Regions from separate parts of the Zea mays genome. Here regions 2 and 3 are each linked to region 1. A link is a contact called in public Hi-C data. All regions are on one chromosome and are shown on one strand. Each heading gives the region's core, a stretch centred on a gene start, on an enhancer-like site or on the middle of the called end of the contact. The rest is flanking DNA. Distances are from core to core; before and after follow the strand shown. Region 1 holds the start of LOC103652960 (transcription factor SCREAM2). Region 2 holds the start of LOC100382707. Region 3 holds the start of LOC100216716.

Region 1 (2,831 bases), core at 195-2,694:
CATGATACGTTGATATCCAGCCTTGCAACAAATCGTACAAGTACAACATTATGTGTTCGACTTGAGGTATTTTCCTCAATTAACAACCTACTACTATGTATAGATCGATAAGACATTTTTAGTGTATTTTAGCAATATCGCTTATTTGTCTCCGTGCTTTTGTTAAACAAGTAACTGATACTTTACGTCTAAAGATATAGATACATAGCTAAGCGATTTTTTGAAATATTATATTTTTAATAAAATCTGTTTATGTTTTCTCTGTATTATTTATCACAACTTTAATATTACTTTATCAGTATGACGTCTATACAAGCTGGCGTTATTAATTTCTATCCTAGTGCCCACCAACTTTGTCTAGAGTAGGGGGCTAGGGGTATGTTTACTTGTTCTCGAAGCCGCGAAGCAAAGACGCCCTAAAAGAATAGAGCACTTGCTCCTCCGGTTAAAGATGCCAATAGTTAAATATCCAACGAATATTACTATTTCCTATGACAAAAAAAATAACTTTATCAGCTCACTCATATCCCTGGTGGGTATAGATTTACTCCATACTCGTACCCATATGGGTATAGGTCACCCGTCGGATCATTCGTACCTACAAAGATTAAACATCTATCAGAATAATACATTATACAAACGTCAAGTATATCACTTTAAATATCATTATAAAATTTCGAGCATCATTCAATCATTCATTCAACAAAACCATGGATAATTGGATAGAGTAGCAACACTAGGATAGTAGTACCAGATAACATATTAGGGGGTGTTTGGGAGTGAAGTTTTTCACAGTTTTGGAAGAATACTGCAGTATTCTCAAATACTGCAGTATTATATACAGAATGGTGTTTGGCAAGCTCGCTAAAATCTCTGTTTTCAAAAATGAAGTATTGCGAATACTATAGTTGTTTTAAGGTATTCTAAACTTAGGTCTGGACCTCAGTTTCTAAAATTGTGGTATTGTAAACTGCGGTATTGTCATGACTAAAGTATATTGTAGTATTTCAAAAACTGTGGTTTTCAAAAACTTTGTTCCCAAACAGGGCCTTACATGTTCCATGTATGTCATCGAATAGTTATTAAGCCTTCTATGACATTATCACCAAAAAAATTGTTAAATAGTCAAAATAGATGGACGATCAAAGCCAAGTTCACGCTTTTATACTGGGTATTTATACCCATGAGTTAACGAGAATGGGTGAGTGTGGAATGTTCTAATACTAGTTTACTCATTGGTTGAATGTTTTTCTCAATAAGGAACACATGAGTAAAATATTTAGTCCGTATATATATTCTAATGGAGTAAATATCCATCGAGTATCGATTCGTGCTTACCCATTGCCATTTCTAGTTCTAGCTGCCAGCCTCAAGGGCAGTTTTGCCATTTCATGCTTGTCCAGTCTCCCCCAGTGCCAGTACACAGTACTTCGGCTCCATACATATACAGGCCCTGGCGCACTGCTCTGCCAGAGAGAACTCAGACCACTCCGCTGGTCCGCCCGCTGTCCTCTGCACCTCTGCTACCCCAACAAAACCAGGACGACGCCTCGCGCGGCGCTGTCATGCTCCCGCCGTTCGGCAACCCGCTCTGGGTACCGGAGGACGTCGACGACCAGCAGCAGCACCACGCGCCGCCGCCGACGCCCATGGGGTTGGGGCCGGGGCAGGGGCACGATGAACAGAACCTCCTGGCCCTGGCCTCCGCCGCCGCCATGGGGGCCGGCGGTATTTTCAGCTCGCCAGCGGTGCTCGACGACGACTGGTACTTCGACCCCGTGGCTGCGGCCGCCGCCGCCGGCGCTCAGGGGCAGCTGCTCCTGGCACCGCCGGGCCCAGCGCCCGACGCCGGGTCGCAGATGTTCTCGCTCTTCAACGTCGGCGGCGCCGCGACGTTCGACGTCCATGGGTTCGACCTCGGCCTCGGCGGCGGAGGCGGTGGCGACCTGGTCCCGTTTGCCGGCGCGGGGAATGCGTCGAATTCCGCGTCCTTTTCCCTGGTACCGGCAGGGAACGCCGGCGGCTTCCTCGGCTCGTTCGGCGGCTTCGGTACAGCGCCGGCGCAAATGCCGGACTTTGGCGGGCTCGGCGGGTTCGACATGTTCAACAGCGGCGCCGGCTCCTCCTCCGCGGCGCCCCCTCCTCCTGCCTCGGTGTCACTGACGGCGCCCTTCTCTGGGCGCGGGAAGGCCGCCGTGCTCCGCCCGCTGGAGATCTTCCCGCCCGTGGGCGCGCAGCCGACGCTGTTCCAGAAGCGCGCGCTCCGCCGCAACGCCGGCGAGGAGGACGACGACAAGAAGCGCAAGGTGGAGGCCGTCGCCGCGGCCGCGGGGGCTTCCTCGGGCGGCGGCGGTGACACGGTGCTGGACGACGCCGACGACGACGACGGCGGGAGCATCGACGCGTCCGGGCTCAACTACGACTCGGAGGACGCCAGGGGCGTTGAGGACAGTGGGAAGAAGGACGGCAAGGACTCCAACGCCAACAGCACGGTGACTGGCGGCGCCACGGGCGACGGGAAGGGTAAGAGGAAGGGGTTGCCGGCCAAGAACCTCATGGCAGAGCGCCGTCGCCGGAAGAAGCTTAATGACCGGCTCTACATGCTCCGGTCCGTCGTGCCCAAGATCAGCAAGGTAAGAATTGTACCTTTGCATCTATGTGTTAATCAGTTACTACGAATTGTAGCTCGTAATTTAGATGAATTCTCCGCGTTTTCGGTAGCAATTAGCAACTAGCATTACTATGTATATGCTTATATTGGTTATCGGTATATGTTTCATGGAATTAATTATGTGAAGCTAGTGTGCTTCATGGTGCAGTAAACTGTTTGT
Region 2 (2,936 bases), core at 197-2,696, 190 kb after region 1:
TACTGCGTTCGTGAGCAATCCAACGTTATGGTACGAGGAAGTAGATGGAAAATTGCATCGAAACTAAGGTGGAAGAGGGTAAGAGAAAAATTAGTGATTACCGTTGGATTGCTCGCAAAAGCATTAGATTTAAAATACTCATACAAGCAAGGAGGCTCTACAATACGTTCCCATCGAATTATTGGGTGTAAAGACGGCAATGAGTACCGAAACTCGAATACCTAACACTGATATGTAGGTGGATATGAGATGATTTATATACCCGTGGGTACGTTAATGGACAACAACCTCTACCCTCATACCTGCGGGTAAAATTTACCCATATCATACCCTATTATTATCTAATAAAATCCATCTTAGCTAAAATAAAACCCATCTATAGCTATTGCTTTTTTAACTATCAAGTTATGTAACCACATGGTTTGTTATATTTCAAGTTAAACTTGTTTTTGTGTATTTATTTGACATTTTGTGTGATCGGAATATTATAATTTGAGATCTTCTTAGAGAGTATGGGTTACCCGACACGTAAAATTACCCACGCGGGTACGAGTATGGGTAAGATTTTATACCCGCGAGCGTATATGGGTAACACGATGGATATGTTTTTTTTGGTGATGTGTATGAGTATGAAATGCTACTATCCAACGGGTATATAGTCGTTGCCATCTCTGATTGGGTGTATATAAATAAGTTGATGGTCTATGAAAAGAGAAGTATATTTTTTGTCTATCTTTCAAAAACTATTTCAATAGTAAAGTGGGTTGATATATTATTTGGAGGGGTAGAGGTGTAGGTTCTCTATATTCTTTTGGAGACAGATAGCTAGTTAAAAATTTATGTCTAAACAAGCATGACCTAAAATTTTCATAAAAAAACAAACCAGACCTTATTTCGATGTTATAGCAATAGCATAAGAAGCTGTGGTATCAATAAACTACAGTTCGAAAACTCATCCATTTGCAAAACAATGGTTAAAAAAGGTTTAGAGTAGAGTTTTTAGTAAAACTCAAAAAGGCTATATATTTACCAATATCATGGTATTCAACATTATAAAATTGTTTGCATCTAACCACCTCATATAACTCTAAAGACTAAAGTATTTCTTAAAACCATGCTCCATCCGTCCTAAATTAAAATTCGTTTTAGTTAATTAATAAGTCCATACAATATTGTGTATGTGTTTTATATATGTGTTTAGGTTCATATTCATTTATTTAAATATATATATATATATATATATATATATATATATATATAAATTTTAAAACAGAGGGAGTTTTATTTTTTCTAAAACTCTAAAAATATTTTGCATCAAATCGCAATGGGCAGGAATACCGACATGCGCCAAAAGGCCAAACTGAGAAGGGCACCTAACGGAATTTGGGATTTCCTCCGCCATTAGTTTGGGTTGCCCACAGCTTCCGCGATCCACAGAAAATACATCGCCATTTCCCCAATTTACCGCTGACACCCTCCACAAACCGCGAATTTCCTCCCCGGCTCCTCTCCCTCCTCCCCAGTCAATCCCCACACAGTCTCGGCCGGGCCCTCGCGAGGCCGCCGTGGAAGGACCCCCAGCGATGGGCTCCGGCGAGGAGGACACAGGAGGCGGAGGAGGGGCGGTGCGGGGCGCGGTGCTGAAGGCGCTCGTGGTTGTCGGCGGCGTCCTGCTGCTCCGCCGCCTGCGCCGCTCCACTACCCGATGGGACCACGCGCGAGCCGTCGCCGACGCGCTCTCCGGAGAAAAGGTGACCCCTGCTGCCTCCCTGGAGCTGCGTTTGGTTCCCGGGGCATTCCGATGCGACCGCACTGAGAATTCGTCAGAAAATCCCCCTCCCCTCCCCTTTTTTTTTGCTGCGAGGAGAAAAATCCCGAAGCGGCGGCGTCTTTTTTTGAACGTAGAGGAAATAAATGTTTGTTACTTGATGCGTTTACTGATGTACAGTTCTCGAGGGAGCAGGCGAGGAAGGATCCTGACAACTTCTTCAATTTGAGGTTAGAATTTTATTCTAACAGAGCACGGCATTCTTCTTCTTTTTTTCTTCCGATACTAGTGTTTCTACTGTCCATTTGATTAGGCTTAATGTCGTGGTCGTGGGTCTGGTAGTCTGGTGGCATTTATGAACTAATCGTAGGCTTGTTTTGGGAGGGAGGTATATGCACAACAGCACAAGCACATCAGCCGAATATTCCGTGCAAACTTTCTGAGTTGATCACTGCAATTCACATTGTCGATAAGCATAAAAGTTGCTGACCATGGTTTGTGATAATTTGGCTTTGGTGGTCATGAGTGTGTTTTTACAAGTTGCTAGATACCTCTAAAATGATTTGAAAATGCAGTACTTATCACACTTGGCATGAACACTGCAAACTGTTTTTTGATTTGGTCTCTTCTTTGTTGGCCTTTGAATATAAACGTGTTCTGGGATCATCTTGTAGTATCAATTGATATAGTATTCAGTTGAGGTCAGCCATTCTTTCTAAATGATTTACTTCTGTACTTTCTAGCTGGTGTCTGTGTCAACTGATTTTTTTAATTAAAGCATCACACAGAATGAAAGAGGATTTTGGGGTAAGCACTGCTTCATTGAATCGTGAATATGATTACATATAAATAGGCTAGGCTCAGCCGGCTTAAGGAAACAGATGGCCGGCGAGCCTGCATGCGCTAGACTACCATGCGAGCTGAGGTAATCAGCGATGCATGCGCTAGCCTACCATGTGAGCGCCCAGGCAATCAGCTCATACTATACGCGGTGCTAACCTGCCATACGAGCAGAAGCAATCAAGGAGCTGATGGCTGCCAGTAGATTTGCTAACACCCTGCCGCAGTAGGAACGTCGGGAGACCGAACGTTCATACTGGACCGAAACTCTAGAAACACCGTAGAAGGAAGCCCCTTTGTGAAGATATCGGCGAACTGCGAGGTTGTC
Region 3 (2,700 bases), core at 168-2,667, 250 kb before region 1:
CCTTTTTCCGCGCGACCTCAACGACGTGGCGAACCAAGTCCCTCACATCGGTGTCCGACGACCCACCCTTCGCCATTGCGGCCCTCATCTGTTGCCCGAGCTCCTTGGCCCTCGCCCGCCTCGCCGCGCCCGCGGGGCCCTCGTCCATGAGGTCGGTGACCGCCCTGTCGACGCCGTCCCTCCAGACCTGCACCTCCAGCACCTCCCCTGGCTTAACGACCGTCACGTGCGTCGCCGGCACCTTGGCGCCGGAGCGGACGCCGGTGCCGAGCACGTCCACGATCAACGCCTCGTTCAGGAACTGGTCGACGAACTGCGGCCAGGTCATGAGCGGCACGCCGTAGCAGAGGCTCTCCAGGATGGAGTTCCAGCCGCAGTGCGTCAGGAAGCCGCCCGCGGCAGGGTGCGACAGGATGGTCATCTGCGGCGCCCACCCACGGACGACGAGGCCCCGGTCCTTCACGCGCTCCTCGAACTCCGCGTCGAGGGCGGGCGCCGTCTCCTTGGCCGACCAGATGAACGGCCGGCGCGACGCCTCCAGTCCGGCGGCGAGCTCGGCGACCTGAGCCGGGAACAGACGGGCGATGCTACCGAAGCTGATGTAGAGCACGGACGCCGCCGGCCGCGCGTCAAGCCAGGACACGATTCGGTCGGCGTCCACCGCCGCGCGGTTGCCTCTCCCGGCCATCGCGCCGGCGTCGGAGTCGGAACTGAGGAGGCACAGCGGCCCGACCACCCAAATCTTCTTGCCGAGCTCCGAAGCGAGGCGCTCCACGAACGCGCCCTCCAGGGCGGCGCACGTGTTGAACAGTATCCCGTCGGCGGTGGCCTCGGCATCGAGCGTGTCACGCCGGAACCTCTCCATGCCTGCAGGCCACTGGAAGAGCCCTTGCGCCGTCGCCCTGCTCACCACGGCGCGTACGGGGAACTCCGGCACCTCGAACGGTTCGAAGTCGTCGTCGTCGTCGGCGCGGTCGTAGAGGCCGCGCTTTTCGAGGATGTGCGCGGCGAGGATGTAGAACGCGGACGGGAAATGGACCACGAACCGAAGGATGCCGTGCCGCCGCGTGACGCTGGCAGTCCACGGCATGCACGAGTCGGAGACGAGGCAGTCCGGCAGCCGGGGCAGCGAGCGGAGGTACGCCTCGAGCGGCTCGGCGAGCAGCCACACGGCATCGTAGAACGGGATGATGAGGGAGATGTCGTCCAGCATGTCGACCCTCTCGCAGCCCGCGGCGAGGCCGAGCGCTGGCCCCGGGAACGCGAGCTCGGCGAAGTTGATGGTGAGCCCCGCCCGCGCGGCCTGCTCCAGGAAGGCCCTGTTGCGCGCGGCGTTGATGGGCGTCAGCACCACCGTGGCACGAGCGCCGTGGCTGGCGATGAGGCGCGCCAGGTCCAGCATGGGGAGCAAGTGGCCCTGCGCCAGCATCGGCACGAGCACGAAGTGCGGCGCTGCTGCAGCCATGGCACTAGAACTGACGTGGCTTTCTCACAGTTCTATTCTATAGAGCACATACGGTACAGTCTGTACAGGCGTTGGTATATTCTAGTGAGCCATGTATGACGTGGACATGAATCAAGGATGATAAATGTGTAAGCGTAACGTACGGCGAGTGTTGGAGGACATGCAAATGAAATCACTGCGACGGTGACACTCAGCGTGGTCGGAACCAGTCATTTCAGCTGGATGTTGTCCACCACTCATTGCCTGTTGGAGGACACAAAAAGACAGGAAACGGGAAGTATACGCCTCCAGACCGCAGTTCCATGCATTTTCTTCATTTCAATAAAGACACAAATACATAGCTGCAATGAAACCAAAGTTCTAATGAAAACAAAATAGTCTCGGCAATGCTGGGGGCAGGGCACCAAGCCAGTTCAGCAGCATACTGTATGTCTAAAATACATAAATAGAGTGCAAAACTTGTCCCCTATCAGTTACATATATGATCACTTAATTGTTTGCCCTTGTTAGGTCTGCGAGATAGCAGTCCCTTATCTTGCGCATCTCGGCTGCGGCATCACCCATGGGCTTTCTCTCTGATGGTGTTAGCTTGGTGCAGGACAGCGCGAGCTTAGTGACAGAAGCTATGGCGTTCTCAATCTCTTCCCCTCCAACGCTTCTGTGTCGCGGCTTTCTTGCGAACCTCTCATCAGTGGACAGCAGTACTGGATCAACGATGTCCATCAGCTTCTCTGGAAACGCTATCTCCACGAAGCCCTGTAAGGTCAATCCGTCCTCAAACATGGCGTCGGTGGGGGCCTTCCCTGTGAACATCTCAAGGAGCGTGACTCCAAAGCTGAAGACATCTCCGCACGAGGAGACCTGGCGGCACTCCCCGTATTCTGAAGTGCAAGAACAAGAAGAAGAAAAAATGTCAATATGCTCAACCAGTAAGAGAAGGATACAGCTACATATTTTCAGTTACCTGGAGGCACATATCCAACTGTTCCTCTTATTCCGGTGAAGGTACTCGAATTGGTCACAGGATCACCATCTGAATCTGAAAGAATCTTTGCAATGCCGAAGTCTCCAACACAGGCAACAAAGTCCGCGTTAAGAAGAACGTTGCCCGGCTTCAGGTCGCAGTGGACTATTGGGGGCTCGCAGTTGTTATGCAAATAGTCCATAGCGTCGGCGACATTGACAGCAATGTTCAATCTCTGCAGTAGCGTCAGGCCTGGTACACGTCCGGACGC

Evidence for each region. A called contact is a pair of places that touch in the nucleus more often than the background predicts.
Region 2: a Hi-C map of endosperm shows a contact between it and region 1, with 2.4 times the contacts expected there. The contact joins the promoter of LOC100382707 here to the promoter of LOC103652960 in region 1. A contact is called at or near these places in 7 of 25 Hi-C or Micro-C datasets (ear, endosperm, leaf and 2 more).
Region 3: a contact with region 1 is called in a Hi-C map of tassel, with 5 times the contacts expected there. The contact joins the promoter of LOC100216716 here to the promoter of LOC103652960 in region 1. A contact is called at or near these places in 4 of 25 Hi-C or Micro-C datasets (bundle sheath, ear, leaf and 1 more).

Annotation. Positions count from the first base shown.
Region 1 is chr4:25,333,899-25,336,729 of Zm-B73-REFERENCE-NAM-5.0, forward strand. It overlaps LOC103652960 (transcription factor SCREAM2), which reads left to right and starts at 1,445. Exons shown (of 4, transcript XM_008679944.4): 1 at 1,445-2,633. The coding sequence starts at 1,566.
Region 2 is chr4:25,520,644-25,523,579 of Zm-B73-REFERENCE-NAM-5.0, forward strand. LOC100382707 reads left to right here and starts at 1,447. Exons shown (of 9, transcript NM_001175430.1): 1 at 1,447-1,751; 2 at 1,949-1,998. The coding sequence starts at 1,584.
Region 3 is chr4:25,081,710-25,084,409 of Zm-B73-REFERENCE-NAM-5.0, forward strand. LOC100216716 reads right to left here and starts at 1,418. Exons shown (of 1, transcript NM_001143121.1): 1 at 1-1,418. The coding sequence starts at 1,402. It overlaps LOC103652958 (receptor kinase-like protein Xa21), which reads right to left. Exons shown (of 3, transcript XM_008679942.3): 2 at 2,430-2,700; 3 at 1,746-2,346. The coding sequence ends at 1,955.